Regions from separate parts of the Oryctolagus cuniculus genome. Here region 2 is linked to region 1. Evidence: chromatin contacts called from public Hi-C data. All regions are on one chromosome and are shown on one strand. The core of a region is the stretch at or near the end of the contact, and the rest is flanking DNA. Distances in the headings are between cores, read along the strand shown.

What was found. Hi-C and Micro-C count contacts between places; a contact is called where the count stands out from the background.
Region 2: a Hi-C map of an unstated tissue shows a contact between it and region 1, with 4 times the contacts expected there. The contact joins two enhancer-like sites. A contact is called at or near these places in 2 of 6 Hi-C or Micro-C datasets (ear pinna and an unstated tissue).

Annotation. Positions count from the first base shown.
Region 1 is chr2:191,815,103-191,820,935 of mOryCun1.1, forward strand. NOL10 (nucleolar protein 10) reads left to right here. Exons shown (of 21, transcript XM_002722390.5): 10 at 4,758-4,836. Among named protein-coding and RNA genes, the nearest start is that of NOL10, 27 kb to the left of the region's middle. Within about 2 kb of position 3,674, at least 3 of the 8 cell types and tissues checked have an H3K27ac peak or open chromatin away from gene starts, as enhancers often do.
Region 2 is chr2:192,150,592-192,156,424 of mOryCun1.1, forward strand. No RefSeq gene overlaps it. Among named protein-coding and RNA genes, the nearest start is that of RRM2, 29 kb to the right of the region's middle. Within about 2 kb of position 2,295, at least 3 of the 8 cell types and tissues checked have an H3K27ac peak or open chromatin away from gene starts, as enhancers often do.

The DNA of each region.
Region 1 (5,833 bases), core at 2,424-4,923:
CTAGAAAATAAACTAAGAGCACTGCATAAGAGAGAGACCTCTTCTCATTGCATGCATCCCTTTTGTGGTGAGTAAAGAATACATTCAATTTTGTCATCTGTGTATTCCAACATTTAAGGTGAACTTAGGGACTGTTTTTCTCTGGCTATGTTTGATTTCATTAAGTAATACAACAAGCAGCTTCATTCATCATGGTTTGCAGTATAGTTTATTAACATTTAGGTTGGAAAATTCGCTTATTCTGTAGTTGGTAATAGATAATCCAGTGGAAGGTATGTGCATATTTTATGATTTTGGTGTAAAAGAAAGAATCAGAACCTTGAGTGGTTTTGGAGAAAAGGAAGCCTGGTGTGAGGTAAAGAGGCCCATTCCCTAGGGAGCAGAGGTGACTTTTCCTTTCTTTCTTTTTTTTTTTTTTTTTTAAAGATTTATTTGAAAGAGAGAGGCAGAGGCAGAGAGAGAGGGAGGTCTTCCATCCACTGGTTCACTCCCCAGATGGTTGTGATGGCTGGAACTGGTCTGATCCGAAGCCAGGAGCTTCTTCCAGGTCTCCCACGTGGGTCCACAGGCTCAAGGACTTGGCCATCTTCTGCTTTCCCAGGCCCATTAGCAGGGAGCTGGATCAGAAGCGGAGCAGCTGGGACTCAAACTGGTGCCCATATGAGGTGCTGGCTAACCTACACCATGGCGCTGGCCCCTTTTCCTTTACTCATATTTTTTTTTAAAGATTTATTTATTTATTTGAAAGGCGGAGTTACAGAGAGGCAGAAGCAGAGTGTGGGGTGGGTGTGGAGAGGTCTTCCATATAGTGGTCCACTCCCCAGATGGCCCCAACGGCTGGCGCTGTGCCATTCCAAAGCCAGGAGCCAGGAACTTCCTTTGGGTCTCCCATGCAGGTGCAGAGGCCCAAAGACTTGGGCCATCCTCCACTGCTTTCCCAGATCATAGCAGAGAGCTGGATTGGCAGTAGGACAGCCGGGACTTGAACCAGACCCACCCATATGGGATGCCGGCGCTACAGGCGGTGGCTTTACCCACTGCGCCACAGTGCCGGCCCCTTCCTTTACTCTTGTTATTTTTTCCTCAATTAGGTCTTTTGTTTGTTTACAGTTATTATGCCATGGATTCATAAGGAGTGGGTTCCAGCAGCTCAGGCTCCTTTCCATCGGTTCTGACAAGCTGGCTTCCTGGGGGCGCAGGCTGGCGCTGTGGTTGAACCCAGGTGCCCTGCTCTTTGGCTGCCTTCTTTCTCTGATCGTTTTCCTTCACGTTTCAGGAAGCTGTCTCGGCTCTTAGAGTGCTCAGTGTGTTCAATACGCACATTATTCTCTTGGCAAGACTCTTGCCCTTCACTGGTTTGTCTACAACAGTGCCAACAGCATGCTGGGTAACATTGTAGACTCTTCCAGTTTTTCCATGGGGACATTTATGGGGCATTCCTTTTTGAACAGTACCCATTCCCTTGATGTCCACAATGTCACCTTTCTTGTAAATGCCCATGTATGTGGCCAAAGGCACAACTCCATGTTTTCTGAAAAGCCTGGAGAACAGATACCGGCCACCTCGCCTCTTTCTTGTGTTCGTCATCTTGGCAAATTACTGGAAGATGGCAGCCCCAGCCGAAAGCTCCCTTGCTCTTAAACACTAGCTTATCTTTGACTTAGAATGAAAAGAGTTGGGTTGTGGTACAAGCTCCGTCATTAGTAAGCCTCATGTTGGGAGTGTTCTTTAAGGAAAATAGGCCAGCAGGTATTGTTTGCAATCTATCTTTTATTTTTATTTTTATTTTTGACAGTCAGAGTGGACAGTGAGAGAGAGAGACAGAGAGAAAGGTCTTCCTTTGCTGTTGGTTCACCCTCCAATGGCAGCCGCAGCCGGCGCGCTGCAGCTAGCACACCGCATTGATCCGATGGCAGGAGCCAGGTGCTTCCTCCTGGTCTCCCATGGGGTGCAGGGCCCAAGCACTTGGGCCATCCTCCACTGCACTCGCTGGCCACAGCAGAGAGCTGGCCTGGAAGAGGGCAACCGGGACAGAATCCGGCGCCCCGACCGGGACTAGAACCTGGTGTGCTGGTGCTGCAAGGCGGAGGATTAGCCTAGTGGGCCGTGGCGCTGGCTTATTTGCAATATATCTTAGAGTGTTTCTATTTTAAATTTAGTGGTTATGATAGAAATAATATTGGAGTTACTTAAGGAAGGGTTGTAAAACAGTCTTAACTTTGGTCTTTAGAAACAGAGTATTTATTTAATCTGAATAGAATACTGATTCACAAACATTTTGAGTGGTCTCCTTTGTCCTTAAAGGTGGAACATTTCCAGTGGTTTTTGCTTATTTAAAAAGATCACTTTGTTATTTAGAAAAATGATTTATACTTAATATAAAGAAGATACTAGGAAGTGCCAAAAAGAACACTTAAAAATGTAAAATGACCTCTGAGTGCAAGACAGGTGTAGCTTAAATCATCAGATCCCTGTTGGTACATGCAGGAGGGTCAAGGTTTCAGTGTTACATGTTCTCATACAGACCTCTGGTTAATTTCCTTAGGGAGAATACCCAAGCCTCAGACTTCTGAGTTAAACAGTGTGCATGTTTTTAGGGCATTTGGCACGTGGCTAAATTGCCTTACAGGAACCCACCCACCACATGCTTATAGAACGCTCCTCCTCACCCCGCCCTCCTCGGCTCGTGGCATCTGCCCCAGCATCGTCACTGACGTGAGGGCGCAGGGAGAGTCTGGGGATGCTGGTGAAGTGACACCGAGTATTTACCCTCATTAACTTCTGTAATGCGCTAGGTACTGTCACCGTACCTCTCCATGGCACACACACTGTGCAGCCTGACAGTCGTGTTCAAGAGCGCACTTGTTGCTAGGGGAGGTGTTCTGTGCATGTCCCCAGTGGAAAAGCAGGCCAGTGGTTGCCTGTAGAGCTGAACACTTCTTGTAGGAAAACAGTGAACATGTAAGTGTAGGCAGAGGAACAAAGTCGGGGTATTTACCAAAATGTTGACTCATTTTTGATTGATTTTGTTGATTTAGTTTTGGGTGATTTTACTGATTTATTGTCACTTCTGTTAGGTAACAAAGTTCTGGAAGGCGGAGCCAGCACAGCAGGAGAAAGGGTGGGGGTGGGGGGCTGGCGTGGTCCCAGACTGGGACTGTCTGCCGAGAACCTGGAAACCTTTCAGAACTGGTGGGCTGGGTACAAAGTAAATGTGCAGCAGTCGATGGTTTTGGTATTTTTCAGCAAAATCCAGTTAGAAAAATAAGAGAAAAAGTGCTCACTTTTAGCAACAAATATTATAAAGGACTAAGCAATAAACTTCATACCTGTATGAAGAAAATAACAAATTTTATTAAAAAACAAAGTTTAAGTGGAGAAAATATATCACTATACTGGAGAATGATTTTTTTAAAAAGATTTATTTATTTACCTGAAAGAAGGAGTTACAGAGAGAAAGAGAGAGGAGACAGAGAGAGAGAGAGAGAGAGAGACAGAGAAAGGTCCTCCATCTACTGCTTCGCACCCCAAATGGCCCCAACAGCGGGGGCTGGGCCAGGTCGGTGCCAGAATGTTGGCCCCTGGGAACTGAGTCTCATGGGTTTTGGAGCGCAAAGGAGCACAGCGCGGCGGTCAGGCCTCCAGGGTCCCGAGTGCCGTGTAGTTCCGAGCGGAGGCTTTAGGTGGCAGAAGAGACTTGGTGAAGCTGCAGCCCCAGCCTGGCCCGGCGGCGAGGCTGACGCCTCTGAGCCCGCGCCTGGCGCTCTCCCCACTGCCGAGCGTTGCCGTCGGTGCTGGGGCTCGCGTTGGCGTGAGGAGCACGTTGCTCTGGTCATGCCGTTCATCTGGCTTTAGAGTCCAATGGCCTCATCTGACAATTAGTCTTTTTCTTTGCTTTTTAAAAAGATGTATTTATTTATTTGAAAGTGAGAGAGAGAGTCCATCTCCATTTGCTGGTTCACTCCCCAAATGACCACAATGGCTCAGGCTGGGCCAGGCTGAAGCTCGGAGCCTTGAACTCCATCTGGGTCTCTTACATGGGCAGCAGGGATCCAGGCGTTAGGCCGTCTTCCACTGCTTTCCCAGGCATGTTAGCAGGGGGCTGGATTGGAATCAGAGTAGCAGGGACTCGAACCAGCGCTCTGATATGGAATACCAGCTTAACCTGGTACCCCGTAGTGCTGGTCCCTGCAGATTAGTCTTTGTTTTAGCTAATTTTAAAGTGAAAATGCACATACCCATGTTCAAATATAAAATTTCTTCCTATTAGTTAAAAAGGAGGATGCTTCTGCAGATACCTTACTCTGGCTTAATCACAGTGCAGGCGTCCGCCCAGGAAGTGAGACCTCTGCACTGCACGTTGCAGCACCTGGGTCTAGTTCCGGGCTCTGGCTCCTGGCTGCGTTTTCCTGCCAGTGCAGAACCTGGGAGGCGGTGCCGAAGGCGCAGTTAAGTGGACTTCTGCCCCCACGTGGGAGCCCTGCAGTGAGTCCCTGGCCCGTAGTTTTGGCCCGGCCCAGCCTCAGTGGTCGGCAGCACTTGGGGGTGAAGCGGGAGTTGGGAGCTCCCTCTGTGGTGCTCTGCCTCAATTCATAAATTAAGCAGCAGCGTGACAGGTCAAGGTGGACTGCGTCTGTGTGTCTGGAGGCTGGACGTGTGATTCTCTGCTAGAGCTAAAATGAGGCTGACAGCGGATGCGCTTGTTACGTGGCGGGTTTGGCCGTGTGTTCATGGACCCTGAATATTTTCCCTTTCAGGATAAGCAGTCTGCCCACCATCTCTGCTTTGAAGTTTCATGGTGCTTTGACCATGGCAGTTGGAACATCGACAGGGCAGGTAAATGTGTTGAAGCTGGAAACTTGATATAAAGTTGGCATTCGGGGACACCGTGTTATGAGAAGCACGCTGTGGGAACAGAGAACGAGGCGTCGCTGTTTTGGCCAGAGTGGAGAGGATGCCGCAGCGTGTCTCATTCCTCCAGCATTTGAGAAGCCTTGACCTTGCCCTGTGGCTGGCCTGAGATGCTGTGGAGCTGGAGTTACAGATTTGTAGGCCTTGGGTGCTGTCTTGGTAGTAGCTGGAACAGCGTGTTCCAGGTCCTGGGGTTGAAGCGTTTGGAATTCTGCCAGACTCCTGGTCTTAGAGACTTGCGGTGGGTTCACACGTGCACTGATGGCTCGGAGGAGCCCTGCAGACGAGAGATGTGTTTAACAAGTGTGAGCTCATTTGTGAGCTCCCGGAGCCTTCTCCCGTGGCTCCAGTAGACACATCCCAGCTGTGAGAGCAGAGGACCGTCTGAGTGCATTAGCAGTTCCCGGAGCTGTCTGTCTGTCCTTCAAGACAGAGCCCACTGCTGTCCCCAGGGAGGTCTGACGTCCTGCTGTAATCGATTTGCTTCCTCTGTCATCACCGGCTAGCGGGGGTCTGGCACTAAGACCCAGCTTCTAACGATGGGGTCAGACGAGGATTCCCCTTCTCCCAGACGGGGCTGGCCTGGCACCACCCTCCCTCTGGACTCTGTTCTTGTTTTGTTTTGTTTTGTTTTGTTTTGTTTTAATTTATTTGACAGATAGAGTTAGACAGTGAGAGAGAGAGACAGAGAGAAAGGTTTTCCTTCTGTTGGTTCACCCCCCAAATGGCCACTACGGCTGGAGCTACGCCGATCCAAAGCCAAGAGCCAGATGCTTTCTCCTGGTCCCCCATGCAGGTGCAGGGCCCAAGCACTTGGGCCATCCTCCACTGCACTCCCTGGCCACAGCAGAGAGCTGGCCTGGAAGAGGAGCAGCCGGGACTAGAACCTGGTGCCCATGTGGGATGCCGGCGCTGAAGGCGG
Region 2 (5,833 bases), core at 1,045-3,544, 330 kb after region 1:
ATGGCCCAAGGGCTTGGGCCCTGCACCCACGTGGGAGATTGAGAGGAAGCTCCTGGCTCCTGGCTTCGGATTGGCGCAGCTCCGGCCGTTGTGGCCAACTGGGGAGTGAACCATCGGATGGAAGACACCTCTCCCTCTCCCTCCCCCCTCCCTCCCCCTCCCCCTCTCCCTCCCCCCCCTGTGTAAATAAATAAATCTTAAAAAAATAATAATCCAAAACTATAATATTAAAAATGGTTAGGATGGCAGATTATAGGTATAATTTTTAAATATATTAAAAGACTTGGAGAGAACTCAGCCAGACACAAAGAACACACACTACGGCTCACTTACCTGAAATCCAGGACAGCCGGGAATCTGGGAGAGTGACAGGGCCAGAAGGGAGGGCCCGAGGGCGCCCTCTAGGGGCTGGCGATGCCCGCCCCCGGTAGCGGAGGTGGGGGCACCAGGTGCAGGCCTGCAAGTCAGCGGACCAGCACACGCCCGCTTTGCGCCCCCTGCTGCTCGGGCGCTGCACCTACACACGCGTCTTCCGGTTTCCTGATCGTCTCTCACCGCGGTTGCGTGGCCGAAGAGCAGGTTGACCGCAGCTACGGACACTTTCCAGGCGCTCAGTGGTCCGCCGTCGCCGCGGTGCCCACAGAGGACGCGCCAGGCCCGGCCACCGCGGACGCCTGCCCAGATGGCCACTCTGCCCCAGGCTCAGGCATCCACAGCCAAGCGCCTGGGCCGGGCAGCTGCGGGCAGGTGGTGAGGCCGCTCCCTGGCGAGCAGGTGGCCTCCTTCTGCGTCCTGGGGGCGGAGAGGAAGCTCCAGCCCCGGGGGTGTCCTGCTCGAAGGACCCTGGTTCTATCAGGACGGGGCCGCACCCCTGACCTTATTTAACCTCCTCCCACGCCCTCCTCCACCAGGCAGGGCCCCTCCTCCGCTGGAGGGTTTCCACTCCATCACGTGACTGTCAGAAGCCCCTGGGCGGAACGTGCTGGGCGGGGGTCCCGCCAGCCCCCTCGCTGTCCCAGGCTGAAGCTTGAGGGTGGATTCTGGGGAGGCTGTCCGGAGCCCGGGCCGGCACGGGTGGGACGCGCCCACCCCCCCAACGAGGGGCTGGCCATCATGGGGGAGGGGACACACAGACGCCTGCCAGTGTCACCAGCAGGAGCAAGTTCAGCACTGCGGCTGTGGAGCTGTGGCCCGGGGCGGGGGGCGGGGGGTCAAGGGAGGGGGAGGAGCTGGGGAGGGAGGAGCCGCTGACCCGCGCACCTGCGCCCAGCTGCTTCCCTGAGGCCGCACCCCCCATGCAGAGAAGGACCACAACAGAGGCCCCCGGGGGACTGTGTTCTGGAAGGCAGAGGGGAAGGGGCCCGACCGGAGGCTGGGAGGTGACCGCTTGCTGCTGTCACACCAGGGACTGGGGAAAGGGCAAGGATTGTCCTTTAAGCTGGAGAAGCAAAACTCAATTCTTTTTACAATTTCATTACTGGAGAGATCTATTGGCCCCAGGAGCATTCTGCTCACAAAATTGAGCTAAAAACGAAAGGGCAGCGGCGTCTTCTCCAAGCCCCCCCCCCTGCCAAAGCTGGCTTCCCATGAGTCACTGCTGAGCAGAGGGGGGCTCCCAGGACACTGTGCCCCGCACCCCCCACCCCGGACCCTCCAGAGCCAGGGCAGGCAGGAGGAAAACGGGGAGGGGGCAGAGCCACTGCCGGGCGGGCCCTGGCCTCCGCCATCACAGATCCTCCCTGGGAGGCAGACACCGGCCCAACCTGGAGCCCAGAGACCAGGGGTGACCCGGTCCGAGGCCGCGTGGCCAGGTAGTACCGGGAGCAGGACCACGCCCACGCCCTGGTCACTCACCTGCTCACGCTCAATCCACCTGCACCCCTAAGGGAGCCGCACCCCCGGGCCCTGGCCCTGCTCTCCTTGAGACCCCCGTCTGCCCAGGCTGGGGCCGCGTGTGTTGTGTTTGCCCCCAAGACCCCACGTGCTTGGAACGGCGCTAGGCACAGAGCAGACGCTCGGCATTTTCAATGAGCGAATCGACCCAGGGACGCTGGCCGTGGCGAGGTGTCAGTGACTGTCCTCCCCGCTCTGCCCGGCTGCCCCGCGAGGGCCCCTGGGCGCCCACATGGTCCTGACCCACTTCCTCCTGCTGACTGCGTGCGTGGGGTGGGACCGGCAGGAAGGGCGGCAGCGCCTCGGGCAGTACCAGCGCCGGCGCCAACACCATCACCAGTGCCAGCGCTAGCGCAGACACCTGGAGCCGGCGGAAGGTGGGAGCAGAAGCAGCCACACTTGGGCTGCCCGGGGCAGGGGCCTGCGCCAGCCCCCTCCCACATCTTCCCCGTTAGCCCACCCTCATACAGGGCTGTCCTGTCTGAGCGCAGCTCCGCCCTCGGCCACGGGGAGAGGGGGAGGGCAGGCAGGAGGGTTCCAGTGGGGGGCTCGGCCCTGCCTGGGGCTGTTCCACTCAGGAGGGCTCAGCGGGGTCTGTTCAGGGCAGGGGGTCCCGCAACCCCTTTTCCCTGATGAAGCCGCTGCATCTCGGGTGCGGGCTGCTGGGAGCAAGCCCCGCACCCTCACTGGCGTCTCCTCCCCCAGCCGTGGGCTTGGAAGTGGTGAGGTTTTTCCCTGGCGTCTGGCTCCTGGATCAGGGTTTGCACTGTGTGCCTTTCCAAGGCAGGGCTGGCAGGCAGAGGCCCCTGGATCTTTCCACTGCGCCACGGAGCCGGGGACGCCCGACTCCTTCCAGGGTGGAGAGGAGGAGGAGGGAGGGGAGGAAGAGAGCCAGGCGGTAAATGACCGCCTTCCAGCTGGCTGCGCCTGTCCCCGTTACAGGCCCGAATGACTGCAGTCACCGAGGTGGCTGAGCTAATCAGAGGCCACATGTCTCCCCTGCACCACGCTGTCTGCTCGCACACTCTCGTTGGCTCTGTTGCGCACACACATACACACACACACACACACGCCTGTGACAGACAGGAGAGCAAGGCTGACACAGCGCAGCCCACGCAGTGCCCCCCAGACTCCGTGACTCACAGATCCCAGCCCCGGCTCTGGGTGCAGCGCCCACGGCCGGGGCTGCCTGGCTTCCCCTCGGGCTGAGCTCCGAGCCAGCAGAGGCACCCTCTGGCCACCTGGCCCGGCAACCCCCTCTCCACGACGAGAGGCCGTGACACATTTATGTCCTGTGTCGCCAGCCTTCTGTTCAGCTTCAGAAACAAAATCCCAGGCTCCATGGTGAAAGCCGACCGGGACAGGCGCGGACGGGTCACCTGAATTGGGGGAGGGTCCTGGCAGATGCACTCGCTCCGGGACCCTCACAGCCAGGAAACAGCAGAGAAAGCCTCTCGCTGCCCACCGGGAGCTCCGTGGGCCCAGGTCACAGCACGGTGACAGGAGGCCCCCGGGGCTGCTCCCTGGGCCTCTGCATGTGCGGTAGAACGTGTGCTAGCCGGAGGTCCAGCGAGGCCTCCCCTGACCCTCAGGGACGGGGAAACCCTGACTCACACCTCCCCGAGTTCCAGCATGGGCAGAAGTTCAAAGCCAGCTCCGAGAAGGCAGCCGGCAGGGGCTCCTCCCGCCCACCAAGCCCAGCCAAGTCCATTCCCAGAGAACATCCAGGAAAGAAGAGAGCGCTCCCCGCACAGCAGCCCGCCACTGCCCTCTGCTGGCGGCAGCCCCGTCGCCACCCGACCCGTCCTCCTAGGCAGTCTCTGCAGCCAAGACCAGCACCTGTCTCCAACCCGGGGACCGGGCACCAGGGCACCCCGCCCACCACCGCACAGAGGAGGCCATTTTGGGGCGCAAACACTCCCCGCTGAAGAGCGACTCCGGAACGAGCAGTTGAGCCAATAGATTCGTCCTCGTGTTCTCTAACTGTGCCCGGAAGGGGCGTAGTCCAACTTGGTAGCCTCCGAGAGCAGGCACCAGCTGCTTGCCACACAGTGAATGGAACGCAGGCACGTGGTGAGCACCTGCTGGGTGCTGGGAGCCTGGCCTGACGGACACTGTGGTACGGTTGCACAGGATGGGCACTGAGGAAAGACCGAAGAATGAGGGGTGATCGGGTGGGTGTGAGGTGCGTGGAGGAAGAAATGACGGATGGGTGGGTGGGAAAAGGGGGCGAGGGAGGGAGAGGGGCTGGGAGGCAGAACGGCGGCTGCCCAGTGCGAGCTCGGCTTTGGAGCCATGGAGGGAGGCAGTGGGAAGGCAGGGGGAGAGGGCTGAGGTCCCACCCCCACACCAGAGGCATCTGAGACCCCGCAGTTGCAGAGAGAGGCCTGTCTGGGGTTTTCGTTATCTGAAGTTCCCACTCGTGCACCTGCTGTTACCAACCGCAAGTTCACCCACACAGGGCAAGGATGGCAGGGAGACAGAGGGGCGGGCGCAGGGACCGTGCAGATGGGGACAGAGCAAGGGCTCAGCCATGAATGAGACAGGCAAAGCGGGATTTATAGCGAGGAGCAGACTGGGGCGGGGCGGGAGCGTGAGCGGCAGCTTGAGGGGCGAAGGGGGCTCTCGCCTAAGGCAGCTGGGGGAGGGGTGAGGCTCCCGCCTAAGGCAGCTGGGGGAGGGGTGGGGCTCCCACCTAAGGCAGCTGGGGGAGGGGAGGACGAGGGGCCCAGCTCCACCTCCAGAGCCGTGGGATACAGAGGGGGAGGGTAGGGGGACACAGAGGGGGCCACAGAGGGTGGGACACAGAGGGTGGAGACACAGAGGGGGGACACAGAGGGTGGAGACACAGAGGGGGGACACAGAGGGTGGGACACAGAGGGTGGGGACACACAGAATGGGGACACACAGGGTGGGGACACAGGGTGGGGTCACACAGAGGGCAGAGACACAGACGGTGGGGACACAGAGGGTGGGGGGACACGGGGGGGGACACAGACGGTGGGGGACAAAGAGCGGGGCCACAGGGGGTGGGGGGACACAGAGTGTGGGGACAGAGAGGGTGGGGGAAAGAGAGGGTGGGGACACAGAGGGTGGGACACAGTAGGTGGGGACATAGTGTGTGGGGACAGAGAGGGTGAGGGATACAGAGGGTGGGGGACACAGGGTGGGGGACACACAGGGTGGGGGACACAGAGGGTGGGGGACACAGAGGGGGGAGACAGAGGGTGGGACACAGAAGGGGGGACACAGAGTGTGGGGGACACAGAGGGTGGGACACAGAGGGTGAGACACAGAAGGGGGGACACAGAGGGTGGGGGACACAGAGGGGGGCCACAGGGGGTGGGGGGACAGAGAGGGTGGGGGACACAGAAGGGGAGACACAGAGGGTAGGGACAGAGAGGGTGGGGGACAGAGAGGGTGGGGGACAGAGAGTGGGACACAGAGAGTGGGGACACAGTGGGTGGGGACAGAGAGGGTGAGGGATACAGAGGGTGGGGGACACTGAGGGTGGGGGACACTGAGGGTGGGGGGACACAGAGGGTGGGGGACACTGAGGGTGGGGGACACTGAGGGTGGGGGACACTGAGGGTGGGTACCCAGAGGGGGGACACACAGGGTGGGGGACACAGAGGGTAGGGACACAGAGGGGGGACACACGGGGGGGACACACAGAGGGGGGACACAGAGGGTGGGGGAAACAAGGGTGAGGGACAGAGGGGGGACACAGAGGGTGGGGACACAGAGGGGGGACACAGAGGGGGACACAGAGGGTGGAGACACACAGGATGGGGACACAGAGGGGGGACACACATGGGGGGACACACAGGGTGGGGGACACAGAGGGGGGACACAGAGTGTGGGGGACACAAAGGGGGGACACACAGGGGGACACACGGGGGACACACAGGGTGGGGACACACAGGGTGGGGACACAGAG